2 separate regions of the Mus musculus genome follow, and region 2 is linked to region 1. Evidence: chromatin contacts called from public promoter capture Hi-C data. All regions are on one chromosome and are shown on one strand. Each heading gives the region's core, a stretch centred on a gene start, on an enhancer-like site or on the middle of the called end of the contact. The rest is flanking DNA. Distances are from core to core; before and after follow the strand shown.

What was found. Promoter capture Hi-C pulls out the DNA fragments that hold promoters and counts their contacts.
Region 2: a promoter capture Hi-C map of embryonic stem cells shows a contact between it and region 1, with 5 times the contacts expected there. The contact joins the promoter of Rev1 here to the promoter of Cracdl in region 1. A contact is called at or near these places in 7 of 39 promoter capture datasets (the SN4741 cell line, embryonic stem cells, hippocampal neurons and 3 more) and 1 of 9 other capture datasets (macrophages).

What each region holds. Positions count from the first base shown.
Region 1 is chr1:37,716,910-37,724,851 of GRCm38.p6, reverse strand. It overlaps Cracdl (capping protein inhibiting regulator of actin like), which reads left to right and starts at 5,041. Exons shown (of 10, transcript NM_028096.1): 1 at 5,041-5,282.
Region 2 is chr1:38,126,397-38,134,338 of GRCm38.p6, reverse strand. Rev1 (REV1, DNA directed polymerase) reads left to right here and starts at 4,673. Exons shown (of 23, transcript NM_019570.4): 1 at 4,673-4,877. It overlaps Gm5099 (predicted gene 5099), which reads right to left and starts at 2,256. Exons shown (of 6, transcript NR_151587.1): 1 at 2,169-2,256.

The sequences.
Region 1 (7,942 bases), core at 3,792-6,291:
CTCTGCTGCTGCCTGGGCCAGGCTTCTCGGCCAACAATCCTCCTGTCTCCGATGCATCACGTGGGTGCTGAGAATCAGGTCCCCCCGCTTTACCCACTGCGCCATCCCCCTAGCTCCAAAATGGTAGCTTTGAGTAAGTTAACCCATTTATAGTTCTGGGTTTTAAAGCCCTGGTAGAAGAAATCTCACCAGGATAAAATTCAATGGATTTTATTGATAACATTGACACAAATCAAGGCTTATATTCTTTTGGAGGCTCAAGTAGGGAGAAACTGTATCCTTCCCTTTGTAGCATTAGCAAATTCCCACTTTTCTGGGCTTACGGCCCCCTCTCCCACCCTAAGGCACTGTTCAGTGGGTTTCTCTAGTTCCCTGCCACTTCTCAGAACGCCATCAGCCCCTTCTCCCATGAGCAGCTTTATTACAGTGCTGGACCCACCCATATGATGTAGGAAACTCCTCCTATCTGCTCTCAGATGATGAATAGTTACCGTTCTGTAACTATTTAATTTCCTGCGAGAAACAAACCCATAGACAAGCTCTTCACAAGAGACTATGGTAGGAAATGGGAACGCACAGCATCAGAGAGCAGTCATGGCCGGCAGGGAGCCACCCAGGGACAATGAAAATGTAACCACGGTGTCTCAGGCCTGTGGAGCCAGGGCCTCGGGCCCACTCATACTGATTCACTTGGAGACACCCCCCAGCAGCTCTCTTAAGGAAGGAAATGCTGGTAAATCCTCACTGGTGGATCATCCCCATACAGTCAAAGAATGCCATAGCATACCTTGGAATCAAGGCAGTAGTACAATACTAAACATTAAATTGTGGGATAGCCATCAAGCAGAACCTTAGCAAGCCGTTGGGAATCTATACTTAGGAAGACATCATTATCACATGCAGAGATCCTTGTATTTTAATGTAGTTCTTTAAAGAGAATATATAATTATTTGCCTTAGCCTTAACTATGGAGGGGTGAGGGTGGGGGTATGGGATTGAGCCAAGGCTTTGGGTGTCCTAGGTAAGTGCTTTACCTCTGAGGTGAATCTCTCTCCTTGTGCCTTAACTCCAGTTACACAGGAGACATTTGTATACCCTCTTTATAATAAATAAAAATGGAAGCAAAACAAAAACCAAAGAAACAGAAAACAAAATAAAACAAAACAAAACCAGCAATAGGAGTGACTTCTGGGGTTGGAACCACTGGTGCTCTCCACTTCTTTCTCCTTTATGTAGGGCCCATCTGGGGTTCAGAAAGCAATTAAGCATTCAAAGAAAAGCCCAGCGAGGCTGGAGACCTCTTTCTGGGTTTAACCTGAGCAGCTCTGCATTTTCTTGGCTTCCCTTCCCGCCAAGCCTGGCTGTAGGAATGGAGGAGGTTGGTGTAGGTTGTGGTTTTAAGCGGGGGGGGGGGGGGGGGGGGGGGGGGGGCAGGGCTCCTGGCACTGGTGTCCGGGTGGGTGGCTTTGCGTAGCTGCCTCGAGGATCAAGGCCAGAGTGGCTGGAGAGGGAGTGGGCTAAGGCAGAGGGAAGGCAACAGAACAAACTCTGGGCAATGACTGGGAATAGGTCAGTTGGGGAAACTGAGTCTGGAACGGAAGGGTGGCTACTGCAGCCTCATATGTGGGTCACACACAGCCGGTCATGGTGGAAGCTCATTGGCCAGTGGTGTACCTCAGACAGCTGCCGTGCGAGACCACTGTGCTAGCTGAGTACATAACTGCGCTGAAAACAGAGTCAGACCCTACCTGTTTTTTTTTTTTTAATTTTTTAAAAATCAACTTAGTTACATTTAATTTTTTATCTCTTTAGTTATTTTATTATATTTCTACACATTTATGGAGACAGGTATGTATGTGGAGGACGGAGAACAGCTTGCTGAAAGTTGGCTCTCTCCCTCTACCCTGACGTGGGTGTCAGGGGTTGAACCCAGGTTGTTAGCCTTGGCGGCAGGCACCCTTACCCACTGAGCCATCTCGCTGGTCAATTAAAAAAAATTTTGGTGCATGTAGGTATGCTAGCATGCGTGTGGAGGTTCACATGCATGTGTGTATATGTAGAAGTCTGAAGACTTTGGGAGTCTTCCTTGATTGCTCTCTGTCTTATTTGTTGAGGCAGGGCCTTTCAGCTGAGCCCAGAACCTGATAATATGGGGTAGCCCAGCCAGGCAGCTTTTGGAGGGCCCCTTGTCTTGGCTTTCTGGAAGAGGGCTGAGATTCCAGGTGAGAGGCCACCATCTTGACCAGCATTTTTTGAAGGACCAGGGATTCAATCTCCAGTCATTACACTCAAACAGGGAGGCAGCTTTCTGAGATCACAGCCACCAACACTTTCCTGGGCCCTCCCACATCAACCAATCATCAATCAAGAAAATGCCTCCGGGCATACATGCAGGAAAGCACTCCCTCAATAGAAGATATTTCTTCCCTGATGACTCTAGCTTGTGTCAAGTTGACCACAAACCAACCAAGACAGGAATAATTGAGCAGAAAAGGAAATAGAAATACTTTAAACAGGAAAAGCTTTTTTTAAAATGTTGCTTTCTGACGCCCTGAAGGAGGCTTCTCTCTGTATGTAGGAAAGTTGTCTCCTTTTCTAAATTGAACACTTCTTTTTTATTTTTTTCTTTCCTTGTCAGGGTCAGAGGCCGCATTGAGAGAGATAGCCCTGCTCTAGAGGGGAAACTGGGAAAGGGGATAGCATTTGAAATGTAAATAAATAAAATATCCAGTTTTTAAAAATTAAAAGGGAAGAATCAACACTCAAAAAAAAAAAAAAACCCAAACAAACAAAAAACAAAAACCATGGATGTGGGTTCAGACTCTCTCTCCACCACTTACTGTGACTGTGTAGAGCACGTGGGCACCTCACTCGTAGCATGATGACAACGGTGTATCTTTGTTCAGGGTTCTGCTAGGGACTGAAGCCTTCACTGGGCCCCTGCTTGCCCATGGCTTGGAACAGCATCTAACTTTTCACAATGACAGATCCCCAGACAGAGATAATGGGCTTAGGAGCAGCGTTGCCTCCTCTGTCTTGTCAATAGGGTCTCTTCCCTTGGAAGAGGGTGTTTGGGGATAGCTAAGAGAGACTTTGTAGCAGCTGGAAAGAAAGCGCCTTAACCCTATGATCTCGGCTGTGCGGTGGTTGCTGCTGGCATTAAGAAACTGTTTCCTTTCTTCTAGCTGCATATGTAGCAGAAGATGGCCTAGTTGGCCATCAGTGGAAAGAGAGGCCCCTTGGCCTTGCAAACTTTTGGGATAACAATTAAAATGTAAATAAAGAAAATATTTAATAAAAAATTGAAAGAAGAAGAAAAAAAGAAACTTTCCTTGAAGTTCCATAAAGCCTTACTTGAATACAATAGCATTTTCTCAACTGGCTTGAAGGCTTGGTGACAGAAATAAGGAGAAGAGCCGCCAGGACAGCAGCTTTGAGGACCAGAGTTGTCCGAGAAGGAAGTCCCTGGGAGTCTCCTGTAGGCAGCTCTTCCTCCTCACAGTTCCTCCTTAGTTTTCCCTGTTGCCAACCTAGTCATCGAGTTCCCAACCACTTTCTATTTTGGGTGTTGACACTGTGTTCTCAGCCTTAGCTAATCACCAAGATCCTCTGGGTTTTTTTGTCCTCTGAAACCCTCCAGGAACTTCAAAAGCCACCCACAAGCACACACAAGTAAAGCCAGAGGCTTCTGATACTCTGGAAACAAAAATTCTTAGGTTAGAAAGGCAATTTACGGAGTCAATAAATATTTAGCGGTTACAGCCGTGCAGAATACGTGTTGATCTGAACAGCAAGCAACAGCAGGCTTAGGGTGGGTGGGTGAAGGCACAGGCTTGCTTGTAGTTGTTCAGTTTAGTTTGAGGATTTCAAACAAGGCAAACACACACCTAAGCAATTCATTTGCTCCTCTGTGAGTCACCTGCTCACTGTGAGTGGTTGTCAATTAGGAGACTGATTCATGATTTGTTTATGTTCTTTGAGGGAATTAATTTCATTTAACCATCAAAGGAGACTTTTAAGTGACTAGCTTGAACCAAAGGGATCGATTACACCCAAAAGTTAAAAAGGCAACTAACTTCCTTTCATGTACCCAACCAAATGAGATCTCTCGCCAGGTTCTTTCCTATTTTGTTTGGGATTTTGGTCTAATTTTAAAGTCCGCTTTTCAAGATAGAGGTGCAAGTGTGTGCTTCTTGGGTTTCTCTGCGTCCCTGGTCCCAAGATATCAGCCCCAAGGCTCAACGGTGGAGTATGGATTCCTCTAGATCTGACAGTGGCACTCTTAACATCGCTGCGGAAGTCAGAACTCAGGAACCACTCCACCCCAGTGCCACTGTCTGATGGGAGAATTCTCTTTTCTACCTGGGGCTCCTGCTACTGCAGCCTGGGCGTCCTGCTGGGGCTCAGCTGACATTCCTTGTACTTCACCCCTTGACCATGGCAGTGTCAGCAGGCCAAAAGAGGGCTCTCTCTGTAGGTAGCTTAGCTGAGGAGCCGGGGGGGGGGGGGGGGGGGGGGGGGCAGCCCGCTCCTTCCCCAAATGGGCCAGCTCCTCTGTTAGATGTAGGGGTGGGGACCGAAGCTGAGACGTCTCCTTCAGCTTTTTATCCCACACTTGCCAGTGCCACAGCAATGATTCACCTAGAGACGGGGCGGCAGCTTCCCTCATTAGCCCTCAGACGCTCGGACCCACAAGGTTATGAAACAACTTTTACTTTTTATCCGTATGCGCACGTTCCTCCCTGCCACCCGGGCGCCCACTCTCCGAGGCTCGGGTGACAGGGAGGTGGCGCGCAGGAGCCGCGATCGTGAGCGTCCTCGTCCTGGCGGTGGTCCCCCAGCCCTCGGACCTCGCGCAGGCAGGAGCCAGCCAAGCTCCCAGCTCTGCAGCGCCGCCACGTGGGGTGGCCAGGGTCCCGCGTGCCCGGCGGGAGCGGCGCGGGGGAGGCGCGCGGGCCTGGGCGGCGCGGAGCAGAGCTGAGCAGAGCGGAACAGCCGCGTCCGCCCCCGCCGGGCCGCGCGCAGCCGAGTCGGGAGCCGGGAGCGCGCGCCCAGCGCAGGGCCAGCGCGGCCGCCCGAGGGTCGCGCCCGCGTCCGCGTCCATCCCCCGGCCGCAGACCCCGCGCTACCCGCGCCCTACCGCCACCTGCTGCGCGGCGCCGCCGGCCCTCGACGCTGCGGCCGGGGGTCAGGGTGCACCCCGGCAGAGCAGCCCCCGCTTGTCCCCGCGGACTGAGCCCTTCCCGGCACGCTCGCCAAACACGGCCACGCTCCAGTGCCAGGTACCTGGGACAGTCTGAAATGGCGTGGCCACGCAGCATGCGTGGGGCGCAGACCCAGGGAGGTTGGAGGGAGCTGGGTTGGGGGTGAGAGTCTGACGCGTTCCCGAAGTCGCGTCCTGTCGTGGAGCTGGGGAGGTAGTGGCGAGAAGAGCTCAGGTAGCCCAGGGCCCTTTGGACGTGAAGGGTACCCACGCCACCCCTGTGGGGGCCACGTCCACGACACTATGGTCGGTGGGGCCGAGAGAAGCCAGACGCGCAAGTGCCCAAAGTTTTCCTCTGAGCGCTTTGCTGGACTTAACTTTGAAATGTGAGGCAGAGCTGAGCAGTTTAACCAGTTTTAACACTAAGAAAACGGGGGGGGGGGGGGGGGGGACAGGGCTTGCTGCCCGCGTTTCAGTTCTTAGTACCAGAGCATAATCGCGTCTGTCTCCCAGGGCCACGGAGAGGGAGACGGTGGACACACAGGCTGTCTTCCTTATGCTTCGGGTCATGGTTTATTTAACAGGCTTGGGGCTTAGGTTACAAGCCACCAGAGGGGAGTCTGAGTTTAATCTTAGACATAATCAGAATTTGAATCAACAAATATTTGCTGAGCAGTCATTTACTAACCGGCAGGACTTCGTTTTCAGTATGAGGTAGGTAGGTGTACAACTGCTGAGAGGCGGGGTAGTTACTCAAATGAGCAAGCGTTTGTTTTGTTTTGTTTTTGTTTGTTTTGTTTGTTTGTTTTTGTTTTTGAAATGCAAGGGGAAAGGAAGGCCGAGGTGTGACTGGACTTGTGGCCTGCAGGTGGCCAGTTGGCATTGTGTCAGAAATGAACCAGAAAATCCAAGTGGGAAGACAGGCACCTGTGTTGTTTGTCGCTCTCTTGGGAGCCCTCGCACCTTCCAGAACTATTTTAAAGTAAGCCCCTCCTTTGGTGGAGGCTGGGACTTCCTTCCATTTACCTAAATACATAGCAACCACGAAATAGAATCTCAGCCCTGATACTCATTGGGAGCTGGGTCATGCCAGACGTGCACCTGAGATGAATGAGGATCAGGGATCACCTGAGAGCTAGCTCTTTGAGATTATAAAATGATGGAGACGAAGTTCAGTGCGGGTGGCTGAAGATGTCTGCCCCCCACCCCACCCCCGCGTTGAGCTGCGCTGCGTTCCACTCTGAATTCTAGGGTTGTGCCGGTCCAAATCGGAGCATGAGACAAGGCCGAGAGATCAGAAAGACTGGTTCTGTCCTTTACTTAAAATTGAGGTATTTTGTAAATCATGGGTTTTCATATTTGTTTTAAATGCTTCAAAATGTTGCATTTAACATTTCTAGTAACATGACTGATTTTTCTTCTTCTTTTTTTTAACCAGAGAGGCATTTGTCTTTCTCTCTAAGGTTCTAGATTTGTTTCTGTCTCTCCAGCAGCCCTTTTCCATTTATAGAATCAGTGTAGTATCCAATAAGGGTAGTATCCATCCATAGCTGCTTCAGGGCCATGCTGCAGGAGCTGGCAAATGGGTTTGGCGTGTAGTGGGTTGGCTGCTAGGATAGTTGAGCCAGGAGCATCAATGCTCAGCGTGGTTCTTTGGGCCTTATCTAATCGTGCCTCGAGTCTCAGCTTGCCCTTATGGAGAAGCAGAGAAGTGATAGCATACTGCGTGTGTGCCCACTTCCAGATTTCTATCCTGGAGGCTCTGAGGTGATGGTGGTTTTATGAGATAGTGCCCCTTGCACTGAATTAGGGCGCATTATAATCAACATTCCAGAAAGCTTCTTCCCTCCTTTGGCTGCATCTGTGAGTCAGGAAACAACCCCTCACCGGGTACCAGATGCTGGGATGCTTGGATCTTAGACTCCCAGAACTGTGAGGAGCAAACTTCTCTTGTTTATAAACCACGCAGACTGTAGTATGTTGTTACACGGCCGGAATGTTACATAGTAGCCAGCTCTGGGAGAGTTCTCAGCTACAAAGGGAGACTGTGACTGCTTGGGCCCTCCCGTGGGCTAAGTTGTCTGGATGGCCTAGTAGGCCTGCATTTGACTTGGCAAGACTATGTGCTTTCCGCCTGGAACTTAGCCCAGGCAGGTAGTCTTATAAATATTGTTTGTGTTGTAAAGAGACCCAGCGGAAGCATCTGCATTGGGGGGTGGGGGTGGGAGGTCGGGGAAGGGTAGATACATCTCCTGTTGTGCGTTTATTGTGAAGGGGTGCAGCTTTTTGATGTGTATTTAATTTTGTGGCCCAGACAGAATGTCCTGGCTCCCTTTTTGGTATACTCACTTCTAGTTTTTCTTGGGCTGAATTTAAGTGATATTTCAATCACTGTGTAGCTGAAAGCAGCTTGCTCCCCAAGTCCTTCTTTAGGAACCTCCTTGTTGAAGTGGTGTCCAGGCACTAGAAAAAGCCACAGTGAAATCTGGACATAGGGAGGTTGCCTCTTGTGTGTTGATCTTGCTGTTCCCCAGGGAGTCCCTCCTCCTCGGCCCCACCCCCACCCCCATGCTACGTTGGTTTCCTGGCTAGGGTTTCTTCTGATATTATTTAGCTGGTCTTTGCATTGGCTATCAGAACTCCTTCCCCTAAGGCTTCATCAAGCTCTCTCTATAAGGTAGCTGCTAACCTGCCCAGGAACTGTGTCGTGTGGTACTGCCACACCAGGTTGCCATTTTG
Region 2 (7,942 bases), core at 3,424-5,923, 410 kb before region 1:
GGATTAAAGGTGTGCTCCACCATGCAAATTCTTTAAAGAAGAATGTCAGACAACAAACACAGCAGGAATGTGTAATTAGAAAGCCATCCTTTGCAACTCAATAGAATAGTTGATTGAGACCATGATTATCAATAGAGGCTGAATCATTCATTAGGTGACAAGTTGATGGTTAAGGACATAAGGTTGGTAAAAGCATTGTCAACTAGCAGCCTATATAGAGGAAAATATATTTTTATATTTTACTAAGGAAAACACCTGGCTGTTACCACTCAACCAGGTCATTCCACTTGTGGTGAGGAAACTATCCATTTCACTATGATAGACTATTAAGTGTAGAGCAGTGTGCCTGACATGTTCCTGCCAATGTAGCATTGGAAAAATAGTGAGATTGTCCCATAGTCCCAAGTTTGAGAAGTGGTACATTGACCAGTGGCTCCAGATGTCCCATTAGTTAATAAAAATCTTAGTCTGGGTTTTAAGTATATTACTTTTTTGCCCAATGAGTTGCCAAGCTGTTATGCTATACTTATGTGCCTTTATTTATTTGCCTATATTTATTTTGGCATATGGATGATGTGAAAAAAATGCATTGAGCCATTATTGCTAAGAACAGAGAGAGTTTGAGAACCCCGGTTAGTAGGGTAATAATCACTGTATTAGAATTCAATACATTGGATGATAGTCAGTCTTCTCACTTGATGTCATCAATATGATTCTCTGAGTCACTGTTTCCAGTCCTGGGGTTCACTCTTTTTGACAGTTTAACTACTCAGCTTCTCTGGAAATCCTGTCTCTACTTTCTGAGTGCTAGGATTACAGGCAAGCACCCATCCCTCCCCAGCTTTTATTTAAGGGGTGTTAGGGATTTGACCTCAGTTCCTCATGGTTGTGTAGCCAGTTCTTGACCCCCTAAGCCTGCTCCCCGCCTCCGACTCTTGATGATTTCAGTCTGTAAGGAGATGAACCTTCTCTGCTCTGGCCCTTCATATAGTTGATCTTCTCCTTTACAATGACTTCATCCTCCATCCTGTATCTATAGCGAGGCTTTCTCAGACCCACCTGCACTGTAAATAATGACATGAAGTCTTCTAGGCAGTTTAAAGCTTAGGCCTTTTGCTTGGGCCATCTTCCAGCTAGCTTATCTAATTTAACTGGACTACGTGCCAACGATCTGCCACGTGACTGGCTGCAGCTTTGCTTTCTTTCCCTTTATCATTGTCTTTGCCTGGAAGTTCCACCCCCTACTTCCTGCCCAGCTATTGGCTGTCAGCTCTTTATTACAACCAATCAGCATTGAGATAACCTCTGATAACAATTCTAGATTGCCTCTAGGTTGCCCGACCTTCAAGTATCTGAACAGGTGTGGAATTTATATACTTAGGAATATAAGGCCGGTGATGGGCCACGGAAATGACATTAGCGATATCCTGCCAGCATTTAGCCTTCTGCCAGTACAGAATTAGCTGAAAATACAAAGACACACCTTTACACAAAGTGAAGAAAAGTTACTCCAACAATCATCACACGCTAGTGCCTAACTCAAAATCCTTTGAAAGGTTTCTTACCACCCACCAACCAGAATTATCATTTGACTAATCCCACCACCCCAGGCAAGTCCCTTTTCTTCCTCGGCTTAGGTTCCGTGTTGAGTCAATATAACTCTGCTGCCTCTGCCACCAACATCTTTGTCTCTTTCTCCTTTCATTGTAGTGTTTGGCAAAACCCATGTCCTGGCTAACCTGGACTATGACAAGACCTCAGTGCCTCTCACAGCTGCAGAGTGACAGATCACCATACTTCACAGAACTCTTCATTCTCCCATCCTCCATTTGCCTTCCTAGCCTATGCCACTCTCGGCTTCATGTTTCACAGTTTCTAGAATGTTCCCTGGTCTCCGTTCCTCGCCCATGTGGCTCCGGTGTTTCCCTAACAGAACCAACCTCTCAGTCCGTACTGCAACTTTCCTCGCAGGTTCCCACTGTGCCTGCAAGATTGCCCTCAGATGGTAGCCCTGAGCCTAGCCTGCAGCTGTTGCCTCTCACCACACTAAAAGCTTTTTAAAGACAGGAAATCAATATGTTTGGCCACGGGCATACAGGGTGTACCATATGACTGATTACTCGTTGGGTCACAATGAATGTTGTGAACTGTGTTGGTTAAATACGAACCTGAATGTATGTTTGAGAGTGTTAAGTCCTGGCAAACCAACTCTGCTTTCAACACCCTCCGTTCACGTGGGCTTGAGCCACGCCCTCTTATTATTTCATCTGTCAGCATAATGGATGGAATGCTTTGTAATAATAAGCACTACCTGGCCATGTAAGTCACTGTGAACAGACCACTGTCAGGGGTTCCAGAACAAACTTTAAAAGTATATATATATGGAATTTACTGCCAGAGGCCAAGTGAATGTGTAGCAGAATTCATGTCCTTTTATTCATAACCCTAAAAGGGCCATTGACCTGCATTCTTACGGGCTTCTTAAGGTGTCAGAAATGATTAAATTTTTTTAAAAAATCAATTTTAATGAAGCTTAGGAAAGGAGTGAAAAGGTACAGCTCCCCCAAGGATTCCCAAGTGTGGGGCCCAGATGGGTCATCTTAGGTGCTGTCTCCAAAGCCTAGCTCGCCTTCGATAAGGAAAAATATAGACTTTATAAAAATAAATAGATGGGCAAGTGAATCTTGACAATAAAGTTAAAATAAGAACTTTCTGAAGTAGATAAAAATAAACCCTGGGCAAACTTGTTCGTAACACAGACTCTAGAATTTATCTACCGTTTATTTCTTCTCGCCTCTCGGTTCTGTTTGTTTTACAGAGAAAGACATCTTCTTTCCACTTTCTTTCAACTTGACACAAGCTAGGGTCATCTGGGAAGAGGGAACATCAACTGAGAAAACACCTCTATCAGAATCGGCCTGTGGACAAGTCTGTGGGACAGATGATTGATGTGGGATGGGCCAGCCCACTGTGGGCGGTGCCCACCCTGGGTGGGTGGCCTTAGTTGTATCAGGAATAGAGGAGCAAGCCATTAGAGGCAAGCCAGTGAAGTGAGCAGGGCTCCTGAGTGGTCTCTGCTTCAGTTCCTGCATCCAGGTTCTGTCCTGACTTCCCTTCCCCGTGGGTTGTAAACTGTAAGGTGAGATAGGCCCTTTCCTCCTTAAGTTGTTTTTTTGGTAATAATGTTTGTTGCAGCAAAAGAAAGCAAACGAGGATGGGACAGTTTGTTTATTTGCTTGAGAAAAATACAGAAAAAGTAATCTTTGATTATGAAAGAAGAGGAAAAGTATTCACAAGTTATTTTTCAGTCTCAAAAATAAAGTTTTGGTGTTTTTCTCATTGGAAATAACTGCTGTGTAGAGACAGTTTTTCAAAACTCCTCACAAGCCTCATTTCCCGCCCAGCGGTATTTCCGAACACAAGCTGGTGGTGTTGCAGCTCGTTCTGAAACTCCTGCAGTTACACTGTATCTAGCTCTTCAATTGTGGGTCCAGAGAAACAGAGCTGGGAGGGAATACTGAAGTTGAATTCATAAAGGAGAGCGAGCAAGTGGAGCAAAGGGGGAGAGGTTAAAATCGAGACAGATATATATATTTCCCATGTACATATACATACACAGAAAGAGAGAGAGAGATTTCGATTATCTCCTGTCTCTCTGGGAAAGGAACCTCAGGTTTGCAAAGTCAGTTTTAAAAAGAGTACTACTGTTTTCTAAGTGCCTGCAAACTCCTTTCAAAAGTCTTAAGGTGGGGAAGGAACAAAAGTGTTCAGTCTAGGGCGAGGAGTTGGTTGGCTTAATGTTTGAGCATTCCAACAATAAAGACTATCACAATAACCATGCAGTCTCCCATTGAACAGACACTACAGAGGCGGGGGAAATGGGCCTTAAGAGACTGTTTTTTTTCTTTTTTGCTAGGTGTATTTAACATCCACGAATAAATTGTGTAGCTGCTGGTTTTTTGTTTTTGTTTGTTTGTTTTTAACCATCACAAGGGAAAGCAATTTTCTTCAGGTCTGTGTGTTGCAAGTGGGAAAGGCAGGTAGAGCACAGGACCGGCAGTGGTAAGATTGTGAGGGACGTCGTGTCTGGACACAGCCTAGCTGGCTGCCAGCAAGTGACCTGGCATTCCCGCAGACCCGTGTGGGCCGCGGTTCTCCGCTCGCCGACCGAGCATGTGCTAGCCTGTGAGCGTCCTGGCCGCCGCTAGGTGGCGCCGCACATCAATCGGAGCGCGGTGCGGCGACGCGTTTCGCGCCTCGGCCGACCCTGCGCGGTCGTCTACCCGGTTAGTCCCGGCACCCGCGCCCTCCGCGGCGGCTGGGGAGCCCGGGCGGGGCGGGGCGGGGCGGGGCACGGCGGGGCGCGGCTGCGCGTCGCTGCAGCACCATTAGCTAGCCGGCCCCGGCGGGAGGCAGCGTGGTGATGCGGCGGGTCCCGCGCCACCTCCGCCCAGCCAGCCGCACGGTCACGTGCAGCCGAGGCGCTGCTCTCCACCCCCCCTCCCCGCGGGCGCCGGCGCGAGAGGAGGGCGGGGCCGGGGTCGCCTCGGGCCGGGCGCGAGCAGCGCGCGTGCGCCGCGCCCGGTGAGTGCGTGCGGGGCCGGGCCAGCGGGCCGCGGTGTGGATGGGAGGGGGAGCCGGGCGCGCGCCAGAGGAGCGGCGGGGGAGGGGCGGAGCTGCCGCGGAGGCGCGAGGCGGGCGCAGCGACTGAGGGAGCGTGGGCCGCGGTGCGGTGCGGTGCGGCTGGGCGGCCGCCTGACCGGTTGCCTTCCCCGGCGTTCCCCTCAGCCGCGGGGAGGACACTGAACGACGGCGGCGCCCGCGAGGCCCGAGGAAGCGGCTGGGCCCGGGCATGGTGGCCTGGGGCGGCGCGGAAGGTGAGCGACCCCCGGGCCGGCGGGTGGGGGAGGGGTACCGAGCCTCCGCCGTCCCCGCCTCCGCCGCACGAGCGGCCCGAGGCGCCGAGGCCGGGGGCTCGCGGTGCTGCCGCGAGGCCTCCTGCCTGCCGCGCCGCGTCGCCCCTGCGCCTCCGGCCGCCGGGTTATGTAACGCGTGACCTCCCGTTCCCGCTCCACACCCGGCGCTCCGTCGCGCGCCGATCGGGGCGCCCGCGGCCCTGCCTCCGAGTCCCGCCGCTGGCGTCGCAAGTCACCGGTTCCTCCTGCGCCGGCGCCTGGCCGGCCATTCATTCCCTCGCGCGTTCGAGTGTCCGCTCCGCCAGCGTTTGCAGAACGTGGCAGGGGGCACCCGGGGCCCGCGCCGCGGGTCTTCGCTCGTCCCCGGTGCATCGGCTTCTCCCCTCTGCCTTGCTCTTAGGCATCCCGGAGGCAGTGTTTCTCTCACTCCTTTTCCCTTGTCACTTATCTGTCCCCTTCATGTGCAGGACACCTGTCCCCAAGTGTTTGTACAGGTGCTCAGTTCACACTTGGGTGTGCTGTTATAATAACAGTCGGGGTGCACCGAGGGGGCACTTGTTTGTTTGGAGACTCTTCCTGTCCCGGGTTTGCAAAGCCCGGACTTTCCTGTAGTATCGTTCCTTGATTGTTTAAAAAAACACTACAGGTGATACATGCCTAGGATTTCACCGTGTGTTTTTTGGTGTTTCTTGGGTATAAAGTAGAAATGGTATGTAGATAAAAACAAGAGACCTCATAAAAAGGATTTGTAACTATTAAGGGCTATGTAACAGCTCTTAAATTATTTGCTTGGTCTCTGGCTTCTCTAGTACCTGTTCTTCCTTTACGTAGAGTAATAATACCACAATCTTGTTCCTATGGAGTGCGCATTAGCTCAGCTTAGCAAGACTCCATAAGTTTGCTTTCCCATATTGACCGGGCTTTGCCCAGGCAAATGCTGCTAGAATACCCTTCCGGCCCTTCCAGTGCTACCTGTGATGGACACTTGGAAGCTTACCTGGAGCTCTCCATCCAGGACTTCAGTCTGCACGAGTGCACTCGTTCATTGCTTAGACTACTTACTTGCCATTTTTCTTGAATTTCTGTTTTCTTGTTTGTGTCTTGTAGGTCCTTTGAGGTCAGTATGTACCAAAATCGTGTATCTTGTCATGAAACTTTACTCCTTTTTATGGTAAATAATGCATATTTGTTCATTTTCTTAAGGGTGGGAATCACTTTTAACATTAAATCTCTATGTCATCTCAGGTAGAAAAATACACATTTTCAAAATTAATGTGCTGAAATACGTAACTCCACTTCTTTAACACTGAAAACCAAGATTCTAAATGGAAAGGAAGGAAAGCCTGTTCCCAACAACCAGTCACAGTAAATACATTCCAGAGGCTACATAGACCTATATTTAACAAACATACTGTATCCAATGGCATGTGAAGTGGAGAGATCAAAGCATTTACATATGGGCTTGAAATTTGCCTCTGCTAGTTGGACAAGCTTTTCATTCATATTTGGAAGACATTTTCCAGTTTGGGTAGCCGACTAATAAATTAGTTCTTAAGTGAAAGGCATTTAATAAGACTATGAAACTACAGGTACTAGGTAAGTGTTTTCTGTAGCATACTCTTGTAGCTGTGTACTAAATAGGGCCTGATATGCTGGAGAGAGACCATGAGAAGAAAACTAATCACCGGAGACCTTAGGTGCCTGCTGTCTACTAGAGAACAGATCCTGAGGGCTGGCAGATTCTTAGTGTTTTATTAGAATGAAAGGGATTGTAAATCATAGTATGAACCAGGCTCCGTTCATCTCAGATGTCGGTAGGCAGAGGCTGGGGTATCTCTGGTAGTTTGAAGCCAACATGATCTACATAGTGAGGTGCAGACCAGTTAGGGCCTGCATAGTTAAGACTCCATCAGAAATAAAAACCAAAGTAAATCATAGGGCAAGTTAAACAGAATGAAAAACAAACAACCAAAAAATACTTTTTACTTCTTTTCTTGTAACAACAGTGCTAACTGAAACTTTAATGTGGATATTAATAGACATTTAAAAATTTTAATTTTCTTTGAACTTTCTGTAGTTAAAATCCTCCAAAAGCTCTGGGTTACATATGGAGTTTGAACCTAAGCTCCTCCCTGCCATCAGGGCAGCTGTCAACTTAACCTTAGCCTTACCCCATGACTCTCACTCACTATTGGATTTCAGGATCCAGGCAGATATGCAGGACACCTCTTCTGACTGGTGGTAGCTGTTCTTGTCTTCTAGTGCTGTTCTTTACTTGAGGGAACTTTTCCTAGTCTCTAAAATAGAAGCAAGTCTCCTTTTGTTACTTGACTCTTTTGTTTGCTTTTACATTAAATATTTTTTCTCCTTTGTATTTATGATCAGATATACTTTTCACTTGTTAATTATTCCCTTTAGATTTGTTGGTTCTCTCTTCCTAACTACAGGGTGGAGATCTTATTAGATTTATTCGTAATTTTATCCCTAGTACTTAGAACTGTGCCTGGAACCTAATAGGCTCTTTGTAAAAATTTTTAACAATAATTGCTGTAGTTGATTTGAACACTTGACATCTTCAGTCCATATCCTGTCTGCTCCCATTTACTGATTGCATGACCCTGGACCAGTTAATGACTTCTGGTGCTTCATGTTATTCAGCTGTATATGACGACTAGAGTATTACCTACTTCATAGCATTACATGAGTAATACATGTTAAAGAACACAGGTCTGAGTTTCCTGTGCTGTGTGTAGAGGCCAGAGGTTTATGTCTGATGCCTTCCAGTTGCTCGCTACCTTAGCTTTTGAGTCACAGTCTGTCACTGAAGCTGGAGCTTGCCATTTGGGCTGGACGGGCTGACCCTGAGATCTGTATCTGCTGGAGTTAGAAATGAGCAGCACTGCACCAGGTTTTTAGGTCCTCATGTTTGCAGAACAGGTGCTTACTGAGTCTTCTCCTCAGTTCTTATTAAATAAAACAAAACAAAAATAACAAAAAGCATTAAACAGTTGTTTCATGTACCAACA